2 separate regions of the Pan troglodytes genome follow, and region 1 is linked to region 2. The links are chromatin contacts, called in public HiChIP or PLAC-seq maps. All regions are on one chromosome and are shown on one strand. The core of a region is the stretch at or near the end of the contact, and the rest is flanking DNA. Distances in the headings are between cores, read along the strand shown.

What was found. HiChIP or PLAC-seq counts read pairs in DNA pulled down with a chosen protein or histone mark.
Region 1: an H3K4me3 HiChIP or PLAC-seq map of stem cell-derived excitatory neurons shows a contact between it and region 2, with 5 times the contacts expected there. The contact joins the promoter of LIMS2 here to the promoter of IWS1 in region 2. A contact is called at or near these places in 1 of 7 Hi-C or Micro-C datasets (stem cell-derived neural progenitor cells) and 1 of 1 datasets of contacts at active chromatin or transcription factors (stem cell-derived excitatory neurons).

The regions. Positions count from the first base shown.
Region 1 is chr13:28,382,361-28,388,161 of NHGRI_mPanTro3-v2.0_pri, reverse strand. It overlaps LIMS2 (LIM zinc finger domain containing 2), which reads left to right and starts at 3,994. Exons shown (of 11, transcript XM_054678973.2): 1 at 3,994-4,130; 2 at 5,423-5,500. It overlaps SFT2D3 (SFT2 domain containing 3), which reads right to left and starts at 3,878. Exons shown (of 1, transcript XM_001138948.8): 1 at 1-3,878. The coding sequence starts at 3,210. The coding sequence ends at 2,563.
Region 2 is chr13:28,206,906-28,212,899 of NHGRI_mPanTro3-v2.0_pri, reverse strand. IWS1 (interacts with SUPT6H, CTD assembly factor 1) reads left to right here and starts at 4,144. Exons shown (of 17, transcript XR_678360.5): 1 at 4,144-4,420.

The DNA.
Region 1 (5,801 bases), core at 2,745-5,244, 180 kb before region 2:
GATATGAAAATTTAACTGGTTCTCTATGAATGTAAAAAACAGCAAAAGCTAATTGATTTCTGTGGAGTGAGAAAATGTCAGCCATATACACTGCTTTTCAGTGTTAGAATCTGAGACTACTTTTTTGTTAACTTTGAAATTACAGCTTAGTTAATCAGCGCTCCACCATAAACATGCTATTAGGAGGCTCAAGATTGCTTTAGGTTATGGGTATTTCTTCACTCACCCCCAACTGGTATAGCTTAAAGAGAGAGAAACTGTAATCAAATTTCATGAAGCTAAAACCGGATCCAGAGACCAAACCCATATCAAGATTAGACTTTTTTTTTCCTGAGATTCTAGTGGAAAAATTTCCATTATTTTGGGCTTTAACTTTAGAAACATAGTATCTCAGTAAGCAGATAACCAGATCACATTTAAAAATTTTCATTTTACCTTGAAGCTCTACTGGACTTGACAGATCACATTTTGAGAGTGAATTCATTTAAACAATAAACCTCTACATTATACTTATTAAATATATATGGCATTTAAAAACATCACTGTCAGCATACATACTAGATGTTGTGATTTGAAGCTTATAAAAACTAGATTTTCAATGTCTGATTTGAGAAAAAATTTTTGAGACAAGGTCTCACTGTTGCCTAGGCTGTGGTGCAGTGGTGTGATCACAGTTCACTGCAGCCTCAACCTCCTGGGCTCAAGTGATCTTCCCACCTCAGCCCCACCCCAAGTAGCTGGGATCACAGTTGTGTGCCACCACATCTGGGAAAATTTTTAAAGATTTTCTGTGGAGATGGGGTTTAACTATGTTGCCCAGGCTGGTCTTGAACTCCTGGCCTCAAGCGATCCTCCCGCCTTGACCTCCCAAAATGCTGGGATTACAGGTGTGAGCCACCAGCTGAGAAATGTTGAATTTTTAAGTAAGTTTTTATTTAAGAAATAAACATTGTAAAACATTATAAAACCCCCAACTATTGCAAGTTCTAGAGAAATTTAAAACTAGAACAGAAATTTAGGGGACTAGAAAGAGCAGCCAATGGCACAAGTCTTTACAATTAAAAAAATAATTCATTTTGAAAATACTGCATTTGCTCTCTCACAAGCAGCCTCCTGAGGTAGGTAGCCTTGTTTACTGATGGGGAACAAGGCAGTGTTCTTTACCAAATCTCAGGGCGGGTAGCCTGCAAGCCTACAGTGTGGATGTTGGCCACTTGTGTCACTTCTTGGGACGGGGCTTAGGGACCTGACTTAGGAACATAAATTTTGGGGTTGGAGGAAGCAGCAGTGCTCTACTGCGGCACGACAGACACCCTGTTAAGGCAACACTGGGATCCAGCTCAGGAAAAGCATTATTTTCAAATTGTGCAAGCCAATGCACAGAAAAGTGGTCCTCAACCTTGGGGAACGTAGAATCACTTGGGGAGCTTTAAAAAGGTCCTGATGTCTGGGACCTACTTCCCAGGTTCTGACTGCATTGATCTGAGGTGTGGCTCTTCAAGTAACTGATGTGCAGTCAAGCGCGAGGACCACTGGCACACAATGTTTAAATTCTAAATATATTTTACTTCCTAGTGTATTGCTACTGACAAAACGTAGTTTTCTGGACTCATCAGAATGTTAGGCTCATACCTTCTGGCAATAAATTAAGGTAGTTAAAAGTAACTGCTGAACCTAAAATGAAGGCAGCAGCAATTAGATATAAAAAAAATCTTAAGATCAGCCTGCAAATTGTAAACTAGTTTACAAAGCAGACTATACAATGAGGAATAATTCGAGCTTGTAGAAATCCATGGTTTCCACCAGATACAGGTATTCCGGATCTAGAATTATCTTCCTATTTGCAGGATTTCCGCAGAGACCGTTAAGCATCTACGCGCCCCTTCCTGGATCCCATGCTTCTTGGGGCAGGAAATTTCTTTTGGTCCGTCGCTTTCGTCGTGAAATACACAACTAATTTTCCTTTCATGTTATAAGGCACCATATTTTTGATTTTGTTAACTGAAGAAAAAACCCGAGATAAACCATCTTAAGTACTCTTAAAAGTCCAGTGGCTGAATTCGGTGTTTAATCTGATACCCTTCTGGATTCGCTGACACTGGAGAGAATAATTTCCAAGTCTTAGTATAGCCAAAACAAAAAACTACCGTCGCTAAGCTACATCTACCACTGGATTTTAAAATGACAACACAGCCTGAGAAAAATCACAAGAGCAGCTAACTCGAAGAAAAATCCTTTTTCTTTACTCAGCCGAACCTAAGACCACAGTTACTTCGAAAGCAACTTCTAATAACCGTCTCACATCCTGTCACCAGTTCAATGACAAAATCTCAGTTTTCAGAGCGTGTGCCAAGTCCAGCACAAAAAGCTGACATCGAGGAGCTCCCAACGCTGCTGTCGCCTCCGCTGGCAGCAGCCGCTCCCGGATTAGACTCGCAGGCTGTTGCGGCAGGGCCTTCGCCACGGGCGTCCGCACAGCGGCGTGCAGTCCTCGGCTCGGCCGGCGCGGTCTCCGACGGCGCTGGCTCCGCGTACTTCCCCAGCGGCGAGGGCGCGAGGTCCTCACACGGGCAGCACCTTGGCGAGGCCGGCGCCGCGGCCCAGGCGACCCAGTGCGAGGCGCAGCGCGGTGCCGCCGCCCCAGGGCAGCAGCCCAACCAGCGCGGCCAGCAGCGCGGCCACCTGCGCGCCCGCGCCCAGCACCGTGAGCAGCGTGCTGCGAAGGCCCAGCGCGGCGAACAGCGTGGCGCCCAGCGCTGCCATGTAGAGCAGCGCGGGCCGGGACGGCGCTTCTTCGCAGCGCAGCAGGCGCCCGCACGCCGCGCCGCCCCGCAGCAGCGCGCTTCCCGCCAACGCCAGCGCCGAGCCCAGAGACCAGAGCAGCGCGAACTTGCGCGCGCGCAGCAGCAACACCGGTGCGTAGAGCGCGGCTAGGCCGAAACACAGTGCAGCCAGCAGCAGGCACCCGCCGCCCGCCGCCAGCCGCTGCCCGCGCGTCACGTTCGGGAGGCACGCCAGGCCGGCCGCTGCCGACTCCGCAGGGCTCCGCGCCCACGTCCAGCGCAGGCCCGCGCGGCCCAGCCACTCCTCCGCCGGCCCGTCCCCGGGCTCCTCCGCCTTCTCCGCGGCGAGCAGCGGCTCCGCGGCTGCCGGGCCGCCAGCTTTCCCCTGCGCCAGGTACTCCTGCAGCTGGCGGTGGAGGTCCGCCATCTTGGACAAGGCGGCGGCAGAAAGGAAAAGCTGCGGCTCACTTCCGGCCCTCCCCTGAAGCGGCTCGGTCTTCGGGCGGCAATTGGTCGGCGACGGCGAAAGGGGCAGGGCCTGCGGCGCTCGCGGAAGTGCCGCGGTGCCTGCTCTGCGGCCTTTTGTGGTGTCCCCAAGTACCGTGGTCGCAGGTGCTGCCTGTCCACTTGCAGTCGCCCTCCCAGCGCCTGACCCTCTTCCTTGTTCGGAGTAGGCGCCCTTGCGGTCTGGCTAAGTCCTGCCAGCATTAATAGTTGGAAGGCAAGGGTGGGTGTGGTTCTAAAGGGGCACAAGAAGTGACCTTTTTGCTGATGGAAATGTCTTATGGCCTCACTGCGTCTACCGTGGCGGTGATATTGTGCTAGTTTTGCAACATGGAGGAATGGGTAAAGGGTACACAGAATCTCTCTTGTTTCTTACAACTGAACACAAACAGTGATCTCAAAATAAAAATTTAATTTTTAAAAAAGTTCAGACCTGTGTAACTCAGGTGGGTTTTTTGGGGAAAGTTGCGTTCTGATTAGTTACCTCACTTGTAGTAATAGTGACCATCCTGATCATTTACCATGGGGTTGATAAAGGAAGGGTTGACACCCAGCACCCTCAACCTGCTTCTCTATTCTGTTCTCAGTTTCGGCCACAGGCCTGGCAACATCCTTGACTCCTTCGCGCCCCTTGTCCAAGACTCGGTGCTGCTGTCCCATGTGTTTGGTGTCACTCTCGTGCTCTGGACAGCGCCACGCCCAGGTGTCCTGACTCATCGTCACATCACTCTGACAAGCTGGCTCGCACGCAGGTCAATCCTGATCTGTTCCCAGGCCGCACCCACGTGCCCTGCTGTTTCTCAGAGCCTCCTAGAGGGTGTTTGCTTGTGGTTCCTCTCACAGGTCAGATTCCTCCAGATTCTTCCAGCTGCCTCCACAGCTCCCCTCACCACCTTGGCTTCCCCTGGGTGGCGCTGTGTCCTTTGTCCTCTGCCCTAGGTGGATGTAAGGTTAACGGCTTCCTGCTGTTTGGCTTCTCAGCCTTTCCATCCCCTGTGTGTAACTAATCTCCCCCATTAAGTTCCTTTTAATGCTTTCTGTTTTCTTGGTTGGATCCTGACAGATGCAATTCTTTTTCAAAATACATTCTGATTTGTTATCTCACTTGATAATAATAGAGACCAGCCTGATCACTTAGCATGGGCTAAACCATTAGGATGGCTACGATCAAAACAAAAAACAAACAAAAACACACCAGAAAGTTACAAGTGCTGTCAAAGATGTGGAGAAACTAGAAGCCTTGTGCACCGTTGGTGGGAATGTAAAAAGCTATATCCGCTGTGGAAAACAGTATGGAAGTTACTATAAAATATATATATATATATATATATATATACACACACACACACAGACACATATAAACGTATATACACACATATTTGTATACAGTTATGTGTGTATGTGTGTATATAATTACAGTCCAATCCAGCAGTTCCACTCTGGATATATACCCCAAAGAATTGAAAGCAGGGTCTCAGAGATTTGTATAACTCTTCACAGCAGAACTATTCATGTCAGTCAAGAGATGGAAGCAACCCAAGTGTCCACCAGCAGATCAATAAAATGTGATATATGCATACAACGGACTGTTACGCAGCCTTAAAAAGGAAGGAGATTCTGACACATGCTACGACATGGATGAACCTTGAGGACATTAGGCTGAGTGAAATAAGCCAGTCACAAAAAGGACCAATACTGCATGATTCCACTTCTGTGAGGTACTTAGAGTAGTCAAATACACAGAGCTAGAAAGTGGACTGGGTGCATAAATGCCCATCAGTGATGTTACCTAATCATTTATGCAGCTACCGTATAGAAAAGGCAGGACTGTGCTGCTCATTTTATAGGTGAGGGAAGCTGAGAAATACCAAGAAGTGAGGTAACCTACTCAAGGTCACCTACAAAACTGACGATAGGGCAGCGTTAGGTTGTGATTCCTGGTTTCTAACCTTGTGGGCTTCCCATTGCAGAAAGAGGCCTTCACTGAGGGTCCCTCTGTGTGAGCCCTGGATGCGCTTTCTGCTGTGGTTTGGTTGCAGGGAGGGAAGGTCATTAACAAAACCCACTCTCCTCTAGCACTGCAGCAAAACTCATCCTAACAATCATCTTCTCTTGCTTCCCTGTCTCCCTTGAAGCCCTTCAACCAGGCCTTCGTTCCACCGTGCCAGCAAAATTGTTCATCACAAAATCGCCAGACGCTGTCGGCTAGTGCGGTGAGTTTCGGCCCTCAGCCCCAGGACGGCACCGCGGGCTCCTCTCTTGACTGTTCCTCCTCCTGAGACCTCAGCGTTGTTGCGCCTGGGATATCCCCTCTTTTCTCTCTCGGCACCCTCTGGCCCAGCCCGTGTTGTTAAAACCCTCTGCGTGCAGAGCGTCCCCCACTTCTCCACCGGGCATCTAATAGACACCCTGGAGGTGACATGCAGAACCAAACACTTCACTCCTGACTTCCCCTCCTCATCCCCCAAAACCTGTAGCTAACCCCTCCTTCCGCACCTCAAGAAATCGCACCCC
Region 2 (5,994 bases), core at 2,895-5,394:
TCCTCCTCTCTAGAGGGCTTTGGGCAATCCAGTGGATAAATCTGTCTTAGGCCCTGGCATTTAAACCTAGGTCACTGGCCATAAACATTGGACCTCTGTCCCATGACCAGGATTAATGGCATATCCTGATGACTAATCTTATTGCCTTGGGGAGATTGAGATACTGACAAGGAAAAGCAAAACTTGCTTACGTGTCAACTCAATAAACTAAATAAATGATGTTAATGATGCTAATTATGATGATAGTAATACTTTGCCTAGCTCTTGGAGACAGTGATACTTTGCCTAGCTCTTAGGCTCATTGCTAAGAACTTTATTTCTGGGAAAAGAAGTACTGGGGTGGATTTCTTACCCTTGCCTGGAATGCTGCATGTCCACCAAGATCACTTTCCTTTTCCTCTTGGTCCCACAGTGGACATACTCTTCCCTGCCTCACTCACAATTAGAAGGGGCCATGGAATGAGGGTAAGTGATATGCTCCAACTCCAGGCTAGACCCATTAAAACATCCTGCACCTTTCTACACACTCTCTTCTCCCATCTGCTGGTGGCATGCAGAGCATCCAGTAGGGGCTTCTGAGGCCCTGGGAAATGGTGGAGCCACAATATGGTAAGAGCCTGGATCCCTGAATGACTGCTAGGAGCAGAGTGCAACCTCCACCTCACCACTGACCCCACTGCCCATTGACAAGAGGAAGAAACAAACTATTATCAAGTCAAGCCACTGAAATTTGTTGATGTTGTTATAACAACATAACTACATGGTAGATTGTTAGCTTACCATGATTGAAACATTATCTTTCCATCCAAATCGGCCTTTGTCCTTCAAATATCACCTCAAGCACCCTCCCTCAAGGAAGCCAACCTGATTGTCCACTCTAGCCTCACCCTCCTTTTAATTCCCATGGTACTTGTTACCCACATCACACAATTCACCTCTTAGCATTTTCTTTTTTCAAAGCCATACTTCCTAATGAATTGTAAGCTTCTCAAGGTAGGAATCATGTGTTAGTTTTCTGTATCTTCACAATGCCTAATAATAGTGATAATAGCTAACATATATATTGCTAATCTTAAATAGTAAGATGCATAAAATATGATTACACATAGAGTTTATTTGAGTGTGTGGATAGCCACCCAGGAGACCTCAACTCCAAACGAATGGGTTCAGCGTTCCAAAGTGAAGAAGTTAAGGTTTTACTTATACAGAGACAGACAGAAAAATTTTAGCAGGATTATAACATTTTCCATACAAGACAGTGCATATGTTACAGTGATTTGATTGGTTACAGATTGCTGCATCCCAAGGAAGATGACATTACTACTCTGTAGAAGGGGCAGTGATCTGAGGGGGTTTTATCTCTGGCACCACTTAGTCTCAATTATTTATAGGTGGAAAAAAGGCAGAAGTTGCAGCTGCATGCCATGTGACTCAGGCTGCATAGTCACATTCCTCTCAAGACTCAGAACAATTTAAGTTCCAACAGCTTTAAGTTTGAATTATTTGGCTGGGTGCAGTGGTTCACGTCTGTAATCCTAGCACTTTGGGAGACCGAGGTGGGTGGATCACCTGAGGCCAGGAGTTCAAGACCAGCCTGGCCAACATGGTGAAACCCTATTTCTACTAAAAATACAAAAAATAGCCAGGCGTGGTGGTGCACACCTGTAGTCCCAGCTACTAGGGAGGCTGAAGCACGAGAATTGCTTGAAACCAAGAGGCGAAGGTTGCAGCGAACCAAGATTGTGCCACTGCACTCCAGCCTGGGTGACAGAGTGAGATCCCATTTCAAAAAAAAAAAAAAAAGTTTGAATTATTTAATTTCACAATATTCTGTCCCAGGAATCATTATATAATATATATATTTATATCATGTATAATATTATACAAGTAATATATATAACATATTATACATTATAATTATATATGTGCATTTAGCTTCATGACAACTCTGTGACATAAATGGTACTGTTATCCCCAACTTATAGATGAGGACGTTGAAGCACAGAGAGGTTCAGCAACTTGCTCAAGGTCACGCAGCTAGTAAGTTTCATTTGTGTCTTCCCTGGTAGGGCTTGCTAGTGGCTCAAGCACAAGAAGCTGGGTCAGACTTAGAGACCTGGCTTCTCTGACGTAGAAAAAAGCTAAGAGTACTTGAAACCTGATTCAACCCTCTCATTTGATACATGTGGAAACTGAGGCTCATAGAAGGCTGGTAGCTTGTCCCAGCTTACTAAGTACAATAAGCCCAGCGATAGGCCCACAGCCTAGGGCTCTAAGCCCCCAGTCTACAGCTCTGATGGTGCCAGGCTATTTATATTATGTGGCCTCTTGCTCCCTGACATGTTCAGCAGATGGCAGTGTCTTCAGAGTGTCTCCAAATAAATCTTACATTCACTTAGGGAATGCAGCGTCTCTGGGTTATCTGTTAAGGGAGGAAGCATTGTGGACTGCTGCAAGTTTGCCTCTCCATTCTTCTGTCATTAGCACCCTTGGTGTGGGAAACAGCCTATCTTCTGGGTGCCTCCCTACCACCGCCATGGGCCAACTGCACTGGGGTGGGGTGTGATGGGTAAGGAGATGGCAGTCCTGAAAATGTAAGGCAGCCAAGACTCAGAAAGACACATCTGTGCCACTACAGAATTTCTCTACCAGGATCCAGGAGGGACAGCCAGCTGGTAGGAAGGAGCTCTGGGAACTCTCCGTAAGCTGTGTTTACACTGACAACCACACTGCTTTAACTAAGGCTCTGTATTCATTTGAAAGACTTGTCCTGTCTCACTAAATTGTTGGCTTTCTGAGTACAAAAATTAGATCTGATGCTTCTTTGCAGGCTTCTAGAGCTAAGAACATTGTTGTGTGTCCAGAGTGTTTCTATCCATTCTCCAAACCACCAGTACAGTTAGTTTTAACGCTAAAATTCAGTAATTCTCATCCGGCAATTGCATTGTTTATAACCCAACCACTTTCCTGACTGTTGGACTTACATCTCTGGTGAAACTAAAAGGTTCTCTTCCATTGAACCTCTTCCTGGAATTTTGATCTATTAATCCTACTCCATTTACACAGGTGTACTCTCACCTTCTCTTTAGAAGAGGGCTTAGAGCCTTGATATCTTCTATCAAGTGATTTGGTTTCGGGCATTGCTAATTCTTTGTTCTTTTGATTCTCAAGACTGCCTGAGAAGATGTCATTCCCACAGCTGAAAAGAAGGAATTTGGATTCAATGCTGTTTCCACCACTTCGGAAAGGAATATCCATGAACTCTCTTGCAGGAAAATGGGAATTTCCAGAAAGAAACCACTTCTCCCCTTTCTTCTCTTCCCACGTCCTCTTCAGGAGCCTATAATTGGGCTCTGCCAGCATACTCTGACTGGCTAACGAAGGGTCAGATATCTGCAGTAGTAACAAAAGGCTCTTTTTCTACATGTCTACACCTCCTGGGGAGTCTTTGCTTAAACCTCTACTGGCCCTCCTCCGATCCAAAGGCAAGAATGTTCCCCTCTCTGTCCAAGACTAAAATGAACAAGTAAGGAAATGGATTTTACTCAGCCTATTGCAATAGGGAGAGCACTCCAGATATGATCAGTGTCTTGGCAGCGTAGTTTTGACTTTTATAGGGAGGAAGGTGGGATGATTGACAGTTGGGATTGTTTTGCAATCAGAAGTTTCAGTCAGGTGAACAGGAAATATTCTCTGTGTCTAACAAGTTGGGGGGAGGAGAGTTCTAATCTCAACTAATCACTCGATATCATCAGCGGGAATTTGGAAGGTCTGTTTGGCTTTATTAACAGGCTCAGAATAAAGGGGAAAGGTCTCTGGCCTTGTCACAGGCAAACAAGGGGGTCATCTGCACGCGTTTTATCTGAGTCACATGGAGACGGGTGGTTCTTTACAGTGTGCCGTTCCAGAAACACAAATAGATGAGGGGGTTTCTTAATCACCGCTGTTTTCCAGGAACACAGGGCTCAGGTAAAGTTCAACTTCACCTTCCTCCGGTGTTTCATCAGGGGAACCCTTCTGGAAGCAAAGACGTGTACTTCTTACTGTTGGCTAAATGGCTTCTTAACAAGGAAATTAAATCGTTGTTTAGAACGAAAGAGAGGAAGACGCCGGGAGAGGAGGCGCTGTGGATCGCGCCAGTTAGTAACGCATCACAGCTCGCGGGCGTCATACTACAAGTCCCAGTGAGCAACGCCCGCTTTCTTGCCTACTGCGGGCGGGAACCAGGCGCCTCTGGGCCTGACGGGAAAGACAGTGGTTTGGCTGAATGACGGAAAAGTCATTTGAGCAGGTCTTCATTTTTCGGAAGAGTATCTCAAAAGCTCTTCAAACAAGGCACGGACACAGAATCTAGGAAATGATAAAGAATCAATGATAACGTTATTACCACGGGGGTCAGACCAGGATCCACCCGAGGAAGGTATTTAACTAAAGCCCCACTTCCAGCTCAATTTTCCCAGGAGTCTCCTTTCCGGCCGTGCCTGGCGTCATTGCTGTTGCGTCTTCTCATTGGCCGGTTGACGGGTTGCGGCGCCTGCGCGCTGCATTCCTTTGAGGGTCGTGGGCAGACGCCATTTTGGCCCCAGCGGTGCTTCTAGGAAGTAGAGCGCCGGCTCGCATGCCTGCCCGCCCGCCAGCCTGCCGGGTACGGCCTTTTCCGCCGGGGCTTTCAGGTCAAAGAATTCGCCTTTGCCGCTACCGCTTTCTTACCCTCCGCACCCGTTAAGTTCTCCGGTCGGGCGGGAGTCTCTGAACACTTAGCCGCGCCATCCGGGGTCACACCGCCTGGAAGGAGGTGACGGGGGCGGCGCGGGGCGCGGACACTCCCCGCTGAGAGTCCGCCTGCCATGGACTCGGAATATTACAGCGGCGACCAGTCAGGTGGGGCAGGGACCTGGGGGACCGGGCTGGGAGGCGGAGCAGTTACTCGGCGGGGCTTGGCCTGGCACCCCGCGGGTGGGGGCAAGGAGGCCCCCGAGACCTTCCCTCCCGCGACCTGGCCCGAGGAGGGCAAGAGCCCTCTGACCAGCTGCAAGCGTCGAAGCTAGAACGTTGGAGAGGGGATTCTGGTGGGAAAGCTTTCTTCTGAATCGGCGAAGGTTTTTGCTGAAATTGGGAAGTCACTTTCATATGTTAAGCTCCTATTGTGTGCAAAGTGCTAGGGAAGGAGAGGTGTCTTCTGTTAAGAGAGTTTTCAGTAGTTGAGTAGTTGGAGAATCCAAGGGGCGATGGGGCGGGGGATCCTTCCTAGACTTTTCACTGCTAGTTAGGAGTGGTTTAATCTTGCCTGCAACACCGGACGTAAGTGCAGGACCCATGTTTCAGTTGCATGCATAGAGTAAGGAATGCGCTTCTGGCACTTACTGGTGGTTTTTGTGCCTTTCCTCCACCTTGAGATCGTTCCTTTTCCTCCTCACCGAAGTTTGGTCTCCTTTCTTTACTGTTTGTTTATTCTGTAAACTGTTACTGGGGCCCACTCTGCTGGCACGGTGCTTGGCACCTGAGATTAAGGATAACTGAGGCAGAACCTGGTGTGGGAAACACGTCGCATTTGCTTTCCCTTTGTGTGCTAGTCCTATTGGGGCGTTCTGTTACAAAAGTTCTTAAATACACCATAAATAAATACACCCTCTATGTACCCACAAAAATTGAAAACTAAAAAGAAAACTTGAGTGCTTAAATAATTGTTTAAGCGTTAAGCCCTTTACTGTTTTGAGTTCATTGCTTTTCATTACGTAGGACAGTGAATTCTAATGACTGCAAAGGGTTTTCCAGGCATGCACTGCTTAAAAACACTTTCCTAAGCTAGGTGCGGTGGCTTATGCCTGTAATCCCAGCACTTTGGGAGGCGTAGGCGGCCGATGGCTTGAGCCCAGGAGTTCGAGACCAGCCTGGGCAACATAGTGAGACCAACACCACCCCCACCCACCATGCCCGTACCCCACCCCCCCTACTTCGTCTCTACAAAAAATGCAAAAATTAGCCGAGTGTGGT